2 separate regions of the Hordeum vulgare genome follow, and region 1 is linked to region 2. The links are chromatin contacts, called in public Hi-C maps. All regions are on one chromosome and are shown on one strand. Each heading gives the region's core, a stretch centred on a gene start, on an enhancer-like site or on the middle of the called end of the contact. The rest is flanking DNA. Distances are from core to core; before and after follow the strand shown. Region 1 has its middle 300 kb from the start of LOC123448783. Region 2 has its middle 390 kb from the start of LOC123450570.

Region 1 (4,493 bases), core at 1,841-4,340, 99 kb after region 2:
GAACCTTCGAATCGTGTTGAAACACCAAGGAGCCGGGTCTCACCTAAGCTTGGAAGCCACTAGAGGCCCGCCCAGGCATCTTCTTTGAAGATTCTTCCTTGGGGGCCTGCGACTTCTTCTCGACGGGTTTCTTCTAGGTCCATTAGCCTATTGAAACCCGGTCCACGTAGGATCGGGCTAACCCGGTCTTGGGCCCATTGGTCTTCATAGTCCGGCTGCTTTATGTTCTACGACTCTCTAAGACCCGACCCACGTAGAAGGGTCTAATGTGTGGGTAATATCAAAACACTCTCGAGGCCCTTCAACATCCACAACGGCCGGCTCCACTGGCAAGAAGAAGATTGTCATCTCCTTTCGCGATGGGAAGGAGCAGACGTCACTACAGGAGCAGCCGTGGCTCCTCGAGGTGGCCACTTCGACGGACGAGGAATTGGTTCATGAGATGGAGTTTATAATGAAGCGATCGATCCGTCAGATGGGCCCGTCACCACCATCGTCGTTGCATGGGGTCATCAAGGTATCCTGCCTCTACATGTGAAGGAGGAGCCCGCTCCCCCACCACGTGCAACCAATGCGTCGTCGAGATAGAATGATGCGTCAAGGACGAACCGTCATCCCCGCCACACAACCGCGGTGTCCAAACCAGGTACCGTGTGAAGCACGTGTTGGTGTCGCTGCCGACGTACAACCGCTCTACTTGTATTGAGGGGCCTCCATCGCCGTCCCATCCCAACCACCGTCGATAGTTCATCAAGTGTGAGCTACCACCCGCGATGAGCAAGGCACGAGCCGCATCCTCCACTACCTCGAAGGCACCGGTGGCGGCGGTCCGTCGGGGTCAAGGGTTGTCATGTCCGAGGAGGAATGGATGGTGATGCAATGGAGCACTACGAGCGGCACAACACTGCATGTCGCTCTATGTTTTCCAAGTCGGATGCCGCATCGAAATGGTCTATAACGACCCAGACCTCGTACCGCATGGACCCTCGACCGCTTCGTCACCACTGCAGAGATGGCCACGAGTCACTGCCACCGCCTTGATGGCAAGCTCGCCAAGATCAGGAGTGTCGCTAAGTGACTCCTCCACCAGCACCGCCGGGGGCAAGCCTCTACCATGTCTTTGTGTGCGCCGTCGGCATTGGCCGCGACAACCCTCCGGACCAGACAGTTGGAAGCGGCTCCTTCGCGAGCGCCAAGGTGCGGCCGGATAAGGCTATCGCGGTCCACCAATACCATGCAACCACTGGAGGGACCTCAGCTAGAGTGCGGTCGGGCAGGGTGGCCAAAACTATGAGATGGTCATCCACTACAAGGTATAGGTTATTCTAGTTTTTAGTAAAGCAACTGAAATATCGATCATTTATATAAATTATCAGCAAACTTTAATGAACTACATTGGATTTGCTTAAATTTCATCCGAATAATTTGTATCGTATTTAAAATGTATACGGCTAACTATGAATGGATGGCTCCCGCATCCGTATCCGCAGACTCGTCCCCGTGTATGGAGATGAATGAGGTGTCTGGTTTGCGAACGAGCATTGGAGATGCCCTAAGTGGACCAAACTTGTCGCCTTCAGCCTCTCCAATTTGTTAACTAATAGGTCAACCATGGTTGCGTTTGAGAGCGAACTTTTGATCCGCTAGAAACAATGCGTTTCCACAACCAACATGTAAAAATAGTTGCATCTATTCATCGCTCATCGTACCTTCAAGAGAAAGAAAGGAGGAAAACCCCGGAGACCCAGCTCATGCTCAGCGGCGTGTTTTTCTTTGGAATTGGAAGTAACCGAGTAAACAGTAAACAATGCGTTTCCACAAAGGACCTCCGGCCACAGATCAGTACGCGCACAAGCTAAGACAAAGAGCCGATCCTTTTGTCAATCTGAAGCGCGAAACGGTGCCAGCTTGCTAGCTCGTACTCCGACTACTGTAGTACTCCCTACGTTCCTAAATATAAGCCTTTTAAGCGATTTCACTAAGGGTCTACATACGAAACAAAATAATTGAATCTATATTTTAAAGTATGTCTATATACGGATGTATATAGTCCATTAGTGAAATCTCTACAAAGAATTATATTTAAAAACGGAGGGAGTACTTAGCACCGCGGCAAACCCGGTCCCTAGTCCATGGTTGGTCAAGAACTGTTCAAAGTTTCGGACCGACGGAAAATGTCTCCCCTGACCTGATTTTCGTCAACTGCCTACGACTCAAGCAATGGAAGCAGCATACTTCATTATTGGTGCTCTCCCCTATCTCTCTATCTCGCTATTTTCTACTTCTTCCGTTCCTAAATATAAAATATTGTAAAGATTTTTTTATTATAGACTACATACAGATTTATATAAATATATTTTAGATTATAGATTTATTTATTTTGTTTCAGTAGTCTATAATGAACTCTCTAAAATGTTTTATATTTAGGAACGGAGGGAATAACATATACAAATACTACTTACGACAAGCAGAGGAAATTAGTTCTGTGGTCACCCTTGGTACGTATGATTAACGAACCTAAGCTTTCCATTTCAAAAATGAAAAACTAAGCTAGCTTTGGACGACGGCATAAACTAGAACCTAATCCATCACCGTCATATCCGAAAGAGTCCTGCAAATAAGATGGTTTGTTTAATATGCCTGACCTTCTAGAGGCTGCCGGATTTGATGACTCCGTGTGCAAATAATTTGATGTTCATGTCACAGTCAAAAGAAAAATTGATGTTCATTTCGATGGTAAACTAATTGATGTTCCTGTCATTGAACTTTGTAACTATTAAATGTTCATTTCGATGGTAAACTAATTGATGTTCCTGTCATTGAACTTTGTAACTATTAAAAACTGGACATCTGTTTTATAAGTACTTCCTTAATATTACTTCTTCTGTAAACTAATATAAAAGCGTTTAGTTTACGGAAGGAGTACAATATAAGAAATTTTTATAGCTTTGAAGCAATATTTTATGAAAGGATTCGCTTTTTAGGTGCGGGGTGCGTCCAAATTTGAGGTCATGGGTTAAATGAACCCCGTTATTGGCACAAAGTATCCAGGCCGGCCCAACGTTCAGATTAGCCCAAGGCTTTTCTTCAACTAAGATTTACTGTGTATACCTGCACCGCATCGAGAGCTGTATCTCGCTTATAGCAAGAATAGCTCTCATCTTGCTGAACGTTTTTCCTGATCTCCTGTTTCTGGACCGGCTCGTTTCTATTTCTTTTTTCCTATCATTTATTCTGTTCATTTTTTTCCTTCTCAGTTTTTCCTAATTTTTGTAATTCTTTTTCAATGGTTTCTTTTCTTTTTTGGTTTTACTTTGTTTCTTTCCGTTTTCCATTCTTTCTGCACTAGTTTCATCATTTTTCATTTTCTGTTCCCTTTTTCTTTGGCATTGTTTCTTCTAAAGTTTTGAATTTTTCTTTGTTTCTTTTATTTGCATTCTACATTTAGTGTATGCATCAAGAGTGTTTTTATAATATATGGTCAAAGTATATTTTATATTTATTTTTAGCATTTTTTAAATGCTCAAATAATATATTTTTAAATACTTTATTAACATTTTTAAATACATGATCACATTTTTCTATGCATATTTTAACATTTTTAAATACTGGATTAATAATTTCCAAATATAAGATTATCATTTTATTGAAACATGGTCAACATTTTCTACACACATTTAACATTTCTGAAGGCTTGATTAAAATATTCTAAATAATTATTTAATATGTATTTTTCAAATTCTTAATTAATATTTGCTAAATACATGATCAATTTTTCAACACACATTTTACAAAAAAATTATACATGAGAAACATTTTCTTTATACACATCTAGCATTTTAAAATGCTTGTTAACATTTTATATGGTCAACACTTTTTTTACATGTTTCAAATGGCTGGTTAAAATTTTCCAAATACGAGATTATAAACAAAAGTATAAAAAATGGAAACAAAAATACATGAAAAAAACTAGGACGTGGTCTCCCACGCCACTAGGCAGGTCCATTTAGAGAGAAGACTGACCTAAGAGCATGCTAGGTCTTGCTATAAGCGAGGCGCTACCCCAATTTTTTCTTAACAAAATATACGATGGACATCTAAAAGTTATCCCAGAAAGATATGATAAAAATATCTAGTTTATACTCCCTCCGTCCCAAAATAAGTGCCTTAAGCTTAGTACAATTTTGTACTAGAGCTAGTACAAAGTTAAGACAGTTATTTTGGGACAGAGGGAGTATTAGATAATAGTAAGCATAGGTGATGCAAGGGGGCCATGCAAAAAAATAACAACGGATAATGTGATAACTAGAACCATGGACACACTTATGACCATAAACAAAGAGGAAATTGCTACCAATGTCGAGATATCTTCGCGGCAATACTGATTGAAGTGAATGACAAAACTTCTACTGATTCATAGTTACATGTACAATATATATGAGATGGAATGAACGTGAGGATCTAGAGAGACGGTGGTTCCCGAAGACTCGGAG
Region 2 (4,544 bases), core at 347-2,846:
TCAAATTTGATTAGAAGAAGCAGGCTCGTCACGGGAAAGGAAGTAAGACAGGAGCAACAAGCGGCGGAGGAAGCAACTCGTCTATCTTAGAGGTGGAGTGGGTTGGGGGCAGCCTTCTAGTCTATCTTTGGGGTGGCGAAGGGTGCAGGTTCGTCGGCATCGGAATTAAAGGTCTGCCGGGGAGCGCCGCCGGCTGCGAGTGGTGGATGCCAGCGGAAGTGGGGTGGTTAGGGGAGGAAGATGAGCCGGAGGTTGAAGAAGACCATCTCGGTGTTGATTTTGCATCCGACGGTTCAAAATGATCAACTGACAACAAAAAAACAGTTTTCAGGCGACTGCCCCCTGCCTATCCCTTGTTTATTTTAGATCTGAAAAATAGGAAGATAGGCTTGTATAAAAAACGAATGAAATACCTTGATTCCAAACACATACGAGCGTAAACGAAAATCTAGAACAACAAGGGCAAAATACAGGTAAACGGAAATATGTACTAGCTCTCGTATCAACATGACATTTTCATCTCCAGTACAAGTCGATCGAATATCGAAGAAACATGAAGCATGACTGTAGACAGCAAATTCACACATAATGCAAGTGATCGATTCTATGGCATCTCGAACGTCGACCGCCACGAGGTGACCGATCTCCGATCCTACCAGTAGTCCTGTCCGTAAAGCAGGCCGGTGCCTACCGTTTGATCATACATGCTCTGGAACGGCGGAGGCATGGCGCCGGCGCCAGCTGCGTAGTCCGCCGTGGACGCCATCGCCGGCGGCAAAGCGCGGCCTCCTGCAGAGGCAGTAGCCCCCGCCGTGGGCGAGGCGCGCCCAAACGAGGAGTAGGAGGAGGAGGACGACGACGAGTAATAGGACGATACGCCCGGGGCGTCGTGGTCGGCCACGTTGGAGTCGCGGCCCGTGAGCTCCTGCACGACGGCTCGGAACTCCTCGGCGCTGGCGGTGAGCATCACGGGGCTTGAGATGTACACAACCTTGATCCCCTTCCCGCCACCCTTGCCCTTCCCGCCGCCCTTGCCGCGATGGTGCACCGGCGGCTTGGAGATGCCGTTGTGCTGCCTGTGGTGCACGCTCAGCTTGTCCATCCCAATAATCTCGATCGATCTGCTCTGCTCCCGTGCGCGCGAGCGATCGAGTACGCACAGCAGCAGCAGTTAGACGAAGCCAAGGAGAGCGCGCGCCTCGATGCGATGAAGCGAACTGAGCGATCAATCAGCTCAACCAAGCTGGTTTAGCTTTTGTTTTTCTTAGGCAAACCAAGCTGGTTTAGCTGCTTTGAGATGAGGAGGTGATGGTGGGTTTTGTTGCTGGAGCCTTATATAGGGCTGCGCGGCCGCAAGATTACAAGGTCCGGTCAGGGAGACGATCTTTGTTTCAAGATATCACCACCGCGCTTCTGTGGCTGTGGATTGGCCCCCGCAGGTTCCCGGAATCCTCCGGATAATAATTTTGTTGTGGGTTCCGGCCGGAGCGAATTGTGGCACATGCGGCTTTGATTGAGCCTTGGGGTCACACCACACCAGTATCTCCTCCCGCAGCACAGCACGGTCATAGGGCGTGACAGTTTCGTGCGCATCGTACCGTTGCTTGAGGAAGTTGGTGAGTGGGTTGATTGGACGACCGGCGCAGGATGATTTTGAGAGAGAGAGGTGAAGGTTCCTGGAAAAGAAGGGCGCGGGAGTTATTGGTCTTGATCGACATAGACGTGGACATCTGGTTACTTTTGTGTGCGTGACCGTTTGTTCACTTGTGCCTAGGATTGTACTGCTAGTATCTGAAACGGGTATAGGCGTCTGTACATGTCGCCTTTCAAACCCTACAACATCTAGTTGCAAGAAGAAAACTACAGCATCTAGGTGGCCTTCCTGTTCCGGTCCACGTACGGCTCCACGGAGAAAATCTGCGTTTGGCGCCGTGGCGATCGGCATCGATCGAGATGTCTCTTTTGTTTCACTGTGTGTACCGCATGCACGTACGTGCATCCATTGTGTGAATTTTCCGTGAAGATACAGTGGAAGGAAAAATGCCTCCTTCCAGACGAAGATGATACACGTCTTTCTAACTGCCAGTTTTAATTGATGTAGCTAAGGTTATTTTAGGATGCATGGGAGGTACTAAACGAACTACAAATTGGTAGGGGAATGCTTCTGCACCGCACCATACAATATCCTCATCAGTTTGAGGTTATAGCTACAAAACCTCAATATACTCATTAATTTTCAGAGGTGCCACTAATTAATTAGATGTAGCAATACGGCTTCGGCTCCAAAAATATATATATATCGAACTTTGGGCTCCAAGAACATAGCTCAACCCACCTACCTGTTGCGGAAAGAATCCAAGTACTGTGTATATCCAACTAAAAATTGTCGAGTCCTTGTCGATCCTGGTTAACGAATTGTTTTCCCGGTCCAAGATTTTGTCTCCGTGTACTTTCAGGATCCCAACTTGTTTAGGGTTAGTGACCCCCCCCCCCCCACCCGCCTCGTGCTGCCTCTTTGGGCGGTGGCCGGGGCAGCTCGTCCGTCTCCTCTCTTTGTCTCCCTCACTTCGTTCTCTCTCCCCCACCGCCGCAGGAGGGCGCCTCTGGATCTAGGTGGATGGTTTCGATCGCGACGAGACCTCCTTTCCTTGTGCGTGGCGCCCTTTATGGGGCTGGGTTCGGCGCCGGTCCGGCGTTCTTACGACATGCACGGTGATGATCTTGTCCCTTGGCAGTGGGACGACATGTTTGCGTTGGGTGGCCGACGACGCGACCCTGGTTTAGATATAGGCCTTGAGGGCCCATCTGGGCCCTTACGGGGCGGCATTGGCGTGGCTTCCCTGCTTGTGGTGCGGCGAAGTGATGGAGCGGCTTGGACGGGGAGTAGCGACTCCGATGACATGCCTTCTGCAGGGTGATGGTAGAAGCTTCACGGACGTTTTACGGCCTGGCCGGGCCTGGTATGCTCCTGTTGTTGCATCCGGTCGGATCACATCGGTGACAAGGAAGCGTGGGCCCAGCCTCGCGTTGACGGTGCTGCTGCTCCGAGTCTCGGCTCCTCTTCTTCGTTGTGTAGATCTTACTGCGTGATGCTGTGGTGAGACAGTGTGGGAAGCTTCAAGACCGTGTTAGCGCAGGGTGGTGGTCCATTTGGTGGCGAGCTCCGGAGCACCCTAAGGGTGCCCACGGACCTTCCTGCAAGGCGTTGGGGGCTACCATTGCTCTCTCCTCGCCGCGTATCAAGAAAAACCCTTGACAACAGCGTCGTTATCATAGTGTTTCTTCTTGAAGGTATTAATTGGTACCGGTGTTTTGGAGTCTTGGAGCTTGATTCGAGATCTATGGTGGACATAGTGGTGGCGAGACATTTTTGTTTTATCAAACCATCGTTATTGACATTTGTTTTTTATTTTCTTTTCCGTTTTTGTTGAGGATAAGTGTGTTGCTTTTGGCCCAGCACATATCATTATCGTTGATTGTATCAGGTGATTGATTTGCAATACAAAACAAAGAAAAGCTTTTTTTCGTGTGTGTACTTGCAGGATCTCTTGTGTTCATCGTCTGGGCCGGCCCGTGCTTCTTCTTTCTGCCGCAGGAGCACGATGCGTGGTCAAAGCTCAAGCTCGCCGGCCTTGTACTACCAACGTAGAACATGATACGTGTCTGGATTATCTCAAAAAATAAAATGATACAGTACGTGTCTGGATGATTGCTTGTGGAAGACGTACAAAAATGCACCGCTTCAACTCGTATAAAACGAAGTCGCATGTGAGTGAGACGGTGACTCAACGGATTGATTAACTTTTTTTCACTTGAACACGCGGGTTTGGGTGGAGGGGTGGGGCGTGCGTACGTGTTGCGCAATCGATGACGCCTGCATGTTCCCGTCATCTCGGAAGGCAATTGGGGCGGGGTGAAAGATGGTGCCACACTGACGGTAAGAACATCTATGCTCGGACGTTTCAAACGATCCCTCGTACTTTCGTGGATGCATCTAATCAGTCATTAGTGATCGGAGAGGATTCGAAATGCCAACTGCTCTGACACACCAGTCCCGATCCCGACCCCTCCCGCGTCGCCCCGCGTGCGACAGGGAGGGCGACTGCGCCATCACCGCCAGCCCCCTTTCTCCGGCTCCTCCTCCCTCGCCGCCGCCACAGGGCGCGGCCAGGCAAAGCCTGGCCAGCACCACCGGCGGCTGGGCTCTCTCGGCTCCCCATGCGATGGCCCCGGTGCGGGACGGGGCCGCCACAACGGGACGCTGCACTGGTGCTGGGCGCAGTGGCGCGGCGGCTCTCCAACGCGGTCTCGTTGGTGGCAAGGCCTGCTCGTGTGCTGGGCGGCGGTCTGGAGTCGGAGCTTGCCAGCGGGTGGCTCTCCTCTCCGATCTAGGCTGGCTGGATCCCGTGGGACCTGGCGGCGGGAGGTTGGTGGCTCCTGCGTGACCGGTGACGTCGTCGTCTCGTAGGAGGTGTGTGGGACAGCGGGCTTGCAGACCGGTGGTGCTGCATCGCCGGTTGTGTGGGGGTCCTCGGCGAGGTGGC

Evidence for each region. Hi-C and Micro-C count contacts between places; a contact is called where the count stands out from the background.
Region 1: a contact with region 2 is called in a Hi-C map of leaf, with 2.7 times the contacts expected there. The contact joins two enhancer-like sites. A contact is called at or near these places in 2 of 6 Hi-C or Micro-C datasets (leaf and seedling).

The regions. Positions count from the first base shown.
Region 1 is chr4H:414,838,506-414,842,998 of MorexV3_pseudomolecules_assembly, forward strand. No RefSeq gene overlaps it. Among protein-coding and RNA genes, the nearest start is that of LOC123448783, 300 kb to the right of the region's middle. Within about 2 kb of position 3,091, at least 2 of the 3 cell types and tissues checked have open chromatin away from gene starts, as enhancers often do. A contact at or near this core is called in leaf, where this site is marked.
Region 2 is chr4H:414,741,420-414,745,963 of MorexV3_pseudomolecules_assembly, forward strand. No RefSeq gene overlaps it. Among protein-coding and RNA genes, the nearest start is that of LOC123450570, 390 kb to the left of the region's middle. Within about 2 kb of position 1,597, at least 3 of the 3 cell types and tissues checked have open chromatin away from gene starts, as enhancers often do. A contact at or near this core is called in leaf, where this site is marked.